Linked DNA regions of Hordeum vulgare: region 1 is linked to region 2. A link is a contact called in public Hi-C data. All regions are on one chromosome and are shown on one strand. Each heading gives the region's core, a stretch centred on a gene start, on an enhancer-like site or on the middle of the called end of the contact. The rest is flanking DNA. Distances are from core to core; before and after follow the strand shown. Region 1 holds the start of LOC123430073 (E3 ubiquitin-protein ligase RZFP34-like). Region 2 holds the start of LOC123430044 (ras-related protein RABC2a-like).

Region 1 (4,276 bases), core at 1,507-4,006, 220 kb before region 2:
GAACACGGACGAATATGCAAGGTGGGGGGGGGGGTTGATGCAATTTGAGGTGGGGTTTGGTATGTCTGGTCTGATGTGCTCGACGCACTCGGGCCTTCCCATATCCACCCCAAATTTGGGCTGGATATGAGGGGCGCCAGTGCGCCCAGACGTTTGAGATCGGTTTCAGGCGTCCGTCTCACTTGGTTATTGCCATGCATGACACATATGAACATCATTTAATATTCTCTTTGTCCTGGAATAATTGTCTTAGATTTGTCTAGATACAAATATACCTAGACATGTTTTTAGTGTTAGATACATCTGTATTTAGAAAAAATTAAGACAAAGGTAATGTGAGACAATATCATATCGTATACTCAATCCACTTGTCTTTAGTTTATAATTTTGGGCCATCAAGAATGGCTAGTTGACATACATATTATCTATGACTAGTAAGTATACCATGAGTAATGTAGTCCTAGATTGAGATTAATCATGTTGTTGCACTCGCAAAATAATCTCTATTTTGGAATATTAAAAAAATAACAACAATAAAGAAATTTTGGTGCAACAATAGCAATAGAATTTTGATTGATCGCCTTGTCATCCTCATATGAATTGCCTCCTCCGACCATGATGACACTACACGACGCCGCTTAATTATAAGCTTTACCCGGTGGTGTTCACCTTGCGAGAATTTCACCATATCTTCCTAAGCCTAGTTGGTGAGGGGATAGTATTCAGTGGTCAGCACCTTTCGGCAATTTTATCATATGTCTAATATGCCAATTGAACAACACACGGATGAAAAATCCCATAATAACAAATTCTCTGTCCAGATACGAAGGCTGATGGGATGGGATCCCACATGATCACTAACAAGAACTGAATGTTCCAAACGGAAACTAATGGGATCAAGGTAAAATAGACGACCAAACCTGATAATGTAGCCTGTAGCGGCCGGACACTCCTCACACACCTCCGCTGCTGTATGAGAGAACTGTTTTGGTTCAAATATATGGGTCAAATATGATGGGATCAAAATAGTTCTTTCAGATGCGTGAGAGATGGTGGCGCCCCGTATGCCACTGCAAGTTGCTAGATTTTCCATCCGTGACCTCCTCTGCTCCTCCCACGGTCTTACTGTCTCCCACCATCGGTAGCCACCAGAAGATCTCCCACCAGCCATTGCGCCACCAGCCGGTGTCCCGCTATGCATCGCCACTCTCTGCCCCTGCCATTGGAGTGGAGACATGGGGTTGATGCAGTAGAGTCTACAAGGAAAAGATGGGATTGCGCCACCACCCCGTGTCCCGCCGCCCGTTGCGCCATGAGTCGGTCTCCTGCCGTCCGTTGCCACTCGTTCGTCCCTGACATGGCAGAGGAGAACATGGGTGTGTGGCAGTAAAGCTTAAGGGGAGAAAATGAGGTGGAGCAAGGACAGGGAGATCGAGTTACCTAGGTTGTCACTCATCGATGCCATAGACGCACCGCTCCTGCTCATCGCCCTCCCCGCAGCAGGAGGTCAGCGACGGTGATAAAGCCCCATGAGATCTAGAGCGATGGAATTGGGGGAAGGTGGGAGCCTAGAAGGTCGGACGACGTGGGTAAGTGATTTTTTTTTCTTTCGAGCGAGGAGGCCTTTCTTTGGCACACGCGCGGAGGACGGATCGAACGAGGCGAGGGAAACGAGGTTGAACCATCACGACAGCAGATTCTTCTTTAAAGATACTTTCATTATGACCAACCTCAAAACACCCCAAAAAATGCAGATGCATTTTACACAGTGTAGGTCTTCTTTTACGAATATAGAATGTAGGTTATTTAAATAAAAGGTTGTGAGTATCAATTTTTTTAAGAGAAAAATTCTGATCTATTTATTTTCAATCATAATAGTACAATGAATATAAAAAGAATAATAAAAATCATATCTAGATTTGTAAACTACATAGCAACGATTCTTATCATCAAAGCGAGCCGAAAGCGCATCGTCGTCATCATCCACCCTTCACCGAAGGCAAACAAAACATTGTGTGTAGACAATTAGAAAGTGGGCAAGTAGGATCAGTGCATGCTGTGGGTAACCTTGAATGGTACGTGCACAAGCTGGTCCGGCGACCCCGCACGCTATCCGCTCCTACGTCTACGTGTAACCGCCGTCATCCTAATCCGCTTCCAGCCACGGCGCCGTTCTACTCTCTATCTGGTCCGCCGACTCCGTGGGCGCGTATCTTATTGCTGCTGCCGGCAACTTGCCTTATTTTTTGTTGGCGCGGATGGTGATTGACGGGTTCATCGGTACAATTAGCCTTTCCAGCTCACGTCTAGTGCATCATCCCAACAAGTTTGCTTCGAACATATCGTCAAATAAATAAAAGAGGATAAAAGAGTTGACATGGTTATGTCCACTGCATCTCAAAAGGAAATTCCTTACAAAAAAAATTCTGGGTGAGAGTCTTCTTTTTTACATTATTATAGGGAGTATTAAATTTTACATTATTGTACGGAGTATTAAACTTGGAATTCTTGTCATGGAAAGAAGAAGATGGCGCACAAACTCCTGTCTCAAACTAAATTTCTTAATTTTAATATATTTTTGTATTAAAGTTAATATAAAATTAAGATGCATATTTTAAAACGAAAGGAGTATAAAACTTGAACTCCTGAAATGAAATGAAATGAAAAGAAAAAACAGAGAAGCTGGTCCAGGTCCAGGTCCAGCCCCCCACCCGGCAGTCCGCCTATATACCCGGCCCGCGTCCCGCGCTTCTCCTCCAACACGCACAGCACAGCCTCCCCATTCTTTCTTACTAATTCCCGCCGGGCGCGGGCGCGGGCGCGGGCGCGGACGTAGGGCAGCGAGGCTCTCCCGGACCCCCGCCTCCTTCCTCTCTTCCGGCGGAGCGGCGTCGCCTCTCGGAGGCACGAAAGCGGGAGACGGCCGGACAGATGGATTTGGGGGCAGAGCAGCACGGGTAAGCAAATCAAACCAAGCAGCTTTTCAGTTGGAGGGAGACGGTCTTTCTCGGGTTTACCGCTGATTCGATGAGTTCCGGGGTGAAGCTGCGAGCATTACACGAGGAGGTGCAGGATACGGGCGCCCTGCTGCGGCGAGGTCTTCGGCTGCCGGCATTGCCACAACCAAGCTAAGGTCTGCATACACCGCCCTTTTCCTTTTCCTTTTCCTTTTCCTTTCTCCCCAACGCCAACGCCAGCGCCATATGCCGTGCGGTTTTTGGGTCGGTCCGACTGTGCTCTGAATTCGGAGCAGTTCTGAGACATTTGGGCTTGTCTGTGTTGGTTGCTGCAGAATTCGCTCGAGGTGGACGTCCTCGACCGGCACGACATCCCCCGCCACGAAATCAGCAAGGTGCGTGTGTGTGCTCCGTAGCACCCTCTGTTACTTAATTCAACCCCAAGTCATTCCTTACTTTGATGTACGCCTTGGACCTTCTTCTTCCTCCTCCACTGGCCACTGGGTACCGGCGGTAGAATTGCAATCCCAGTTGCTCACTCCCTTTCAACCCTGTGGTCATGGCTATGCACGCATGGACAGTTCCAAGCCACCAACTGCCATGCAGTGGCCAAGGGAGCCCGGTCGCCCATCCCAACATCTTTTTTCTTTCGCCCGGTTTCGTCAGATAAGGTTTATCTTGAATGACGGCCCGCCGGGTCTTGATATTTCTGTTTTATATTCCGATTCTCGCCATCAAGATGGGCGCAAGTGGCCGGCATCTGTGGTCATCCACGCCACATGATTGTTAGGTAGGCCCGTCCGTCCATGCGGCGGATGCGACGATGTGTCGGCGTCGCCACACGGAAGGCGGCTTGGAGAAAAAGGGGAAAGGGGAAAGGCAGTCGAAGAAATGGAAAGGGCAAAGGATGCTTCGCTGTCAACCAAGATTATTTTTTCTGATTTAACGGCACTTCAATGATTGAGCTGGCGCATAATTGAAGCGCATGATTGCATCCGGTAGCCATGTACTCCTAGCTACCTGGTCCATGGATGGCGCATACCTGATTGCATCCGCCATGTGTCCATGTCCACTAGCTCTCTGGTCATATAATTGTATTGACCAATAATACTAGTGGACTTCTTATTCTCTCTTCTATTTTTCTCTCCAAGGAAAACACTAGTCAGTACTCAGTAGGAATCATAAGAACTCACCTACCTAATGTAGGATTGCCTACTTACTGAAGCTACTCTACTTTGTGATGTGTCACAGGTCATCTGCTCTCTCTGCAACAAAGAACAGGATGTACGTGCCTACTGACAAGCGTTCTACAGTAATTT
Region 2 (4,032 bases), core at 753-3,252:
TTTTCATCACATATGATATATATTTAGCTAGTTAAATTTTCAACCTAAAATCACGCGCATGCCATGTAAACTCAGACAGAGAAAGTACTACTCTATGTTACTTCTTATTATGGGTAGTTTTAGGAGATGAAACTGAAGTCCACATGAGGCATTGCGGTCTCAACAACATGTGGTGATCGGGCCATGCACGTATATAGGGGCAGTGAAGAAGAGAATAGGCAACACGTAGAGCTCCCTATGATTTATGATCCCGAGGCTCACACACATTTTCGTCGGGGTCGGTTGATGCATGAGAACATTTGTAAGAGTATCTATAGCTGGACCTTTCAAATGACCCCTTACACGTCCACGAACGCGCCTGGTCAGTGACCGAATACGAGAAAAAAAAGAAAAAAAGTGATCAAATTGGACCCCTCATATCGTTCTTATATGTCCGGACTGTCTGCGAACCCTCATATACATCTCAAATATGGGGAGGATATAAGAGTTCGCGGACGCATCCGAACGTGGCCGGTCAGTCCGCCACATAGGACGCGGCCCTACTCCGAACTACCTTTTTCTTTTATTTATTCATTCTTTTCCTCTTCATCAATCACGTGCAAGTGACCGGACATACAAGGAAGAAAATAAAAACTATGACCACACATATGAATAAATAAAAGACACGCCCAGTCACTGATCGAAGCGTCCATAAACGTTTAAAGATCATATTTGCAATATCCAGTCGTAGATACTCTAAGTTAACATAATTCTCAGCGTAAAAAAAACACGCCACAAGGCAAAAGAAGTCTCCCGGTGAGTGCCGTTGCGTGCACACAGTTATATGAAAGCTACACCTTCCAAACTACCACACCTTAATAAGACTAAAGACAACAACTGAAATATATTCCGTTTGCAAATATAAATCTTTTTAAGAATTTTACTAAATGACTACATATAAAAAAATCAATAAATCTATATTTTAAAAACCTTTAAAATTTTATATTTAAAAAGGGAAGGAGCGGTAAGTACTCCCTTCGTTTAAACTTATTTGTTGTATAAATATATTTAAATTGAAATACATTTAGATACATTTATTCCTACGATGAATATTTTTAAACAAAGAGAATATATCATACTGTATCATATGTCTACAAAGATTCTGTTTGAAAAACATGCGCATGCTGAGTCACATGACATTATCGATCACGTCATCTCGGTCGGAGCCTGGAGAGGCCGGCCGGACACGTCAATGTCGTAGTTACGCAGACAAAATCTACGTGCCGGCCAAAGCGACACACGCGTCGCCAGGTGTGGCATGACTACGCCTAAGATACAAGTCTGTGCGTACGTATACCTGGTCTGGTCTTTCCATCAACATCAACGGTCACACACACAAAAACAAACACATGCTACTACGTACCATCTCTGCAGCAGCAACAACATTATTCGCCCCATCAATCATACACTCAACACGTAGTTGGATGGTTGAAGAGGCTGGTTAAATAGAATGTGATATCCAAGCGTTTAAATCATAATGCTCATATTTCTTCTTGTATTTATTTTAAATTTTCCGATGCTACGGATGAGATGTTTTCATCAAAGACGATGTGTCGCAACTTTGTAAATTTTAAGATGATATGTCAAGACTTTGTAAATTTTAAATTTTAAGATAATATGTCGCTTTAATTTCTCGAAGGCATTCATAGGAATAAGATATGCGTGTGTATGTTTATAAATATGAGTGTATGCATGTTATATAAACGTTTGTGTGTTAAAAAAATTCATACGTGGCGGTTTGTTTAAAAGTCATCATTCATCACTCCAAGTCAAGAAACGAACCCCACCTCTCCGCACCGATCGGGCCGGGACCCCGTCGCGCTCAGCGCAACGAGCCAGAAAACGCCCCGCCCCGCCCCGACCCGACCCAACCTGACCGACCCAAGCGCGCCTCGCGGGTCGATCGCAGCGCGCAGACAGGGACAAAGCCAAACACCACCCGACTCATACCCCGGCAGACTGGCACGCATCATCGTTTCGTTTTCCAGCCGGATCGATCGATCGATCAGACGCGCTCGCGCGGCCGGCCTCCGCCTTCTCCCGCGCCACTTGGACCGGACGGAAGCTCTCGGCCCCGCGGCTCCTGCCATAAACCAGGCCAGCCGTCGCGCGGCGCCCCACCTCTCCTCTCGCCCGGTCAAAGCCAGAGAGCACCAGCCTCAACCTGGCTGGCGGCTGCCGCCTTCCCCTCCGCTTCTAATCCTCCGCCCCTCCCCGCCTGTGACCATCGGCTCGACCGGCGCCGAATCTGGGACGGCGCGGGGGGATGGGGGTGTCGCCGGTGTCGCCGGGGGCCAGCGCCGGCTACGAGTGCTCCTTCAAGATCCTCCTCATCGGGGACTCGGGCGTCGGCAAGAGCAGCCTCCTCCTCAGCTTCGTCGCCGCCGCCAACCTCGACGACGACATCGCGCCCACCATCGGTACCTCCTCTTCTTAGCCTACACTTACCCCACCGCCGCAGCACGCCACGTCCACTCCGATCGCTCTCTCGCTCTGCTTGCCAGTACCAGACTAGCACGAGGTTCAGTGTACGCTCGGCGTATTGCTTCGGAGTATATAGTGTAGCGGTAGTAGCCTAGTAGGTAGCGGATTAAGGGCATCACCGACCGCTTCCGCCCATTTCGGTGAACGAAACCTTTTCCTTTTAAGTTTCAATTAATAATGTCCGTGCTGTTCTCTGCTTTTGATTCTGCTGAATTGTCTCGACTTTCTTGTTGTTTGTTGGCGTTGGCCGGCCAGGGCTGGGAGTTTTATTCTCCATCGCTATGTACCATATGTAGTTGGTCTTATGTGCCACTAATAGGTTGGTCCCCCCCATCAACCCATTTACAAGAAATGCTTAAATGCCAGGGGAAAAAAGCGATCCATGCTTTGTGCAACAAAACCTGATTGCGCACTAAAGAATTTTACTACGCGGTACCTTATTTTCTATCTCAAGCAACCGTTTCAGAGAAGTCATTTGGACAATTTTACATTGCACGTAGTCTATGGGAATGGTCCCAACTCCCTGACTGCCCTTATGTCCTTCCCGCCACTACTTAGAGCAACTCCAATGGGGCGACCCATTTCGTCCGCCGCCGTCCGTTTGGGTCGACACGGACAAAAGTGATGGCCCAACGCGCCGATCCATTTTGAAAACACGTCCGCTCCGCGTCCGCGTCGACCCATTTCCGGCCCAAATTTGGGACTGAAATGCGTCGGCGCGGACGCGAAGCGGACGCGCGCGCCTTCTCGGTGTTCGCCCCCAACCACCGTGGTCAACATTATTTATGACGGCCGCCATCCTCGGACCCACGCGTCAGCGACTGCGACCGGCCTTTTTTAATCCGACCGTGCGGTGGGTTCCGCCATCTGCTTCCAGAACCCTGCCCGTCCACATCCCGCCACCTCCTCGGCGACCAAAACCCTAGCACCATGGCCGGTGGCTTCCCAAACAAGGGCAAGGCCCCGCTCTACCCCCGCGCCATCTCCCCGTCGCCGTCTTCCCACCGGCCTCGCCAGCGTGTGAGCGTCCCGGCGCACCAAGCGCGGTGGCACTGGGAGCACCGTGTGCCGCTCCCTTACCCCGATGTCACGTTGCCGCACGGCTGGCATCTGGATCCGGAGAGGATCCCAGTGCCGGCCGTGCCGCGGTCGGCGTGGGTGCATGCGGAGGAGGTGAGCCGCCGTCGGCGTCTGCTGACGACGGAGCAGCGGCGAGACCCAATGTACGCGGCTGACTCCCCCAACTGGGAGTTGTGGTCCACGGTGGAGAACGAGGAGCAGCGCCGTCGTGGCGTGCGCGAAGTGCAGCCAGGAGGCCCTCTGTCGCCCCCGCCTGTCGGCAGCGACGAGGACCAGGAGGCTGAGGCCGCCTACGAGGCGGCGCTGGCAGGTGTTCTCCGCGACAGCGAGGAGGAAGCGCGGCGTAAGGCCGACGAGGAGGCGGTGTACCAACAGCAGCTCGCGGAGGCCATCGCGCTGTCGGCCGCCGGCGACTGCGTCGTGCCACCT

The links. A called contact is a pair of places that touch in the nucleus more often than the background predicts.
Region 1: a contact with region 2 is called in a Hi-C map of seedling, with 5 times the contacts expected there. The contact joins the promoter of LOC123430073 here to the promoter of LOC123430044 in region 2. A contact is called at or near these places in 3 of 6 Hi-C or Micro-C datasets (leaf and seedling) and 1 of 1 datasets of contacts at active chromatin or transcription factors (embryo).

What each region holds. Positions count from the first base shown.
Region 1 is chr1H:250,432,174-250,436,449 of MorexV3_pseudomolecules_assembly, reverse strand. LOC123430073 (E3 ubiquitin-protein ligase RZFP34-like) reads left to right here and starts at 2,756. Exons shown (of 11, transcript XM_045113991.1): 1 at 2,756-2,957; 2 at 3,046-3,133; 3 at 3,293-3,352; 4 at 4,209-4,241. The coding sequence starts at 2,932.
Region 2 is chr1H:250,207,199-250,211,230 of MorexV3_pseudomolecules_assembly, reverse strand. LOC123430044 (ras-related protein RABC2a-like) reads left to right here and starts at 2,002. Exons shown (of 6, transcript XM_045113972.1): 1 at 2,002-2,459. The coding sequence starts at 2,306.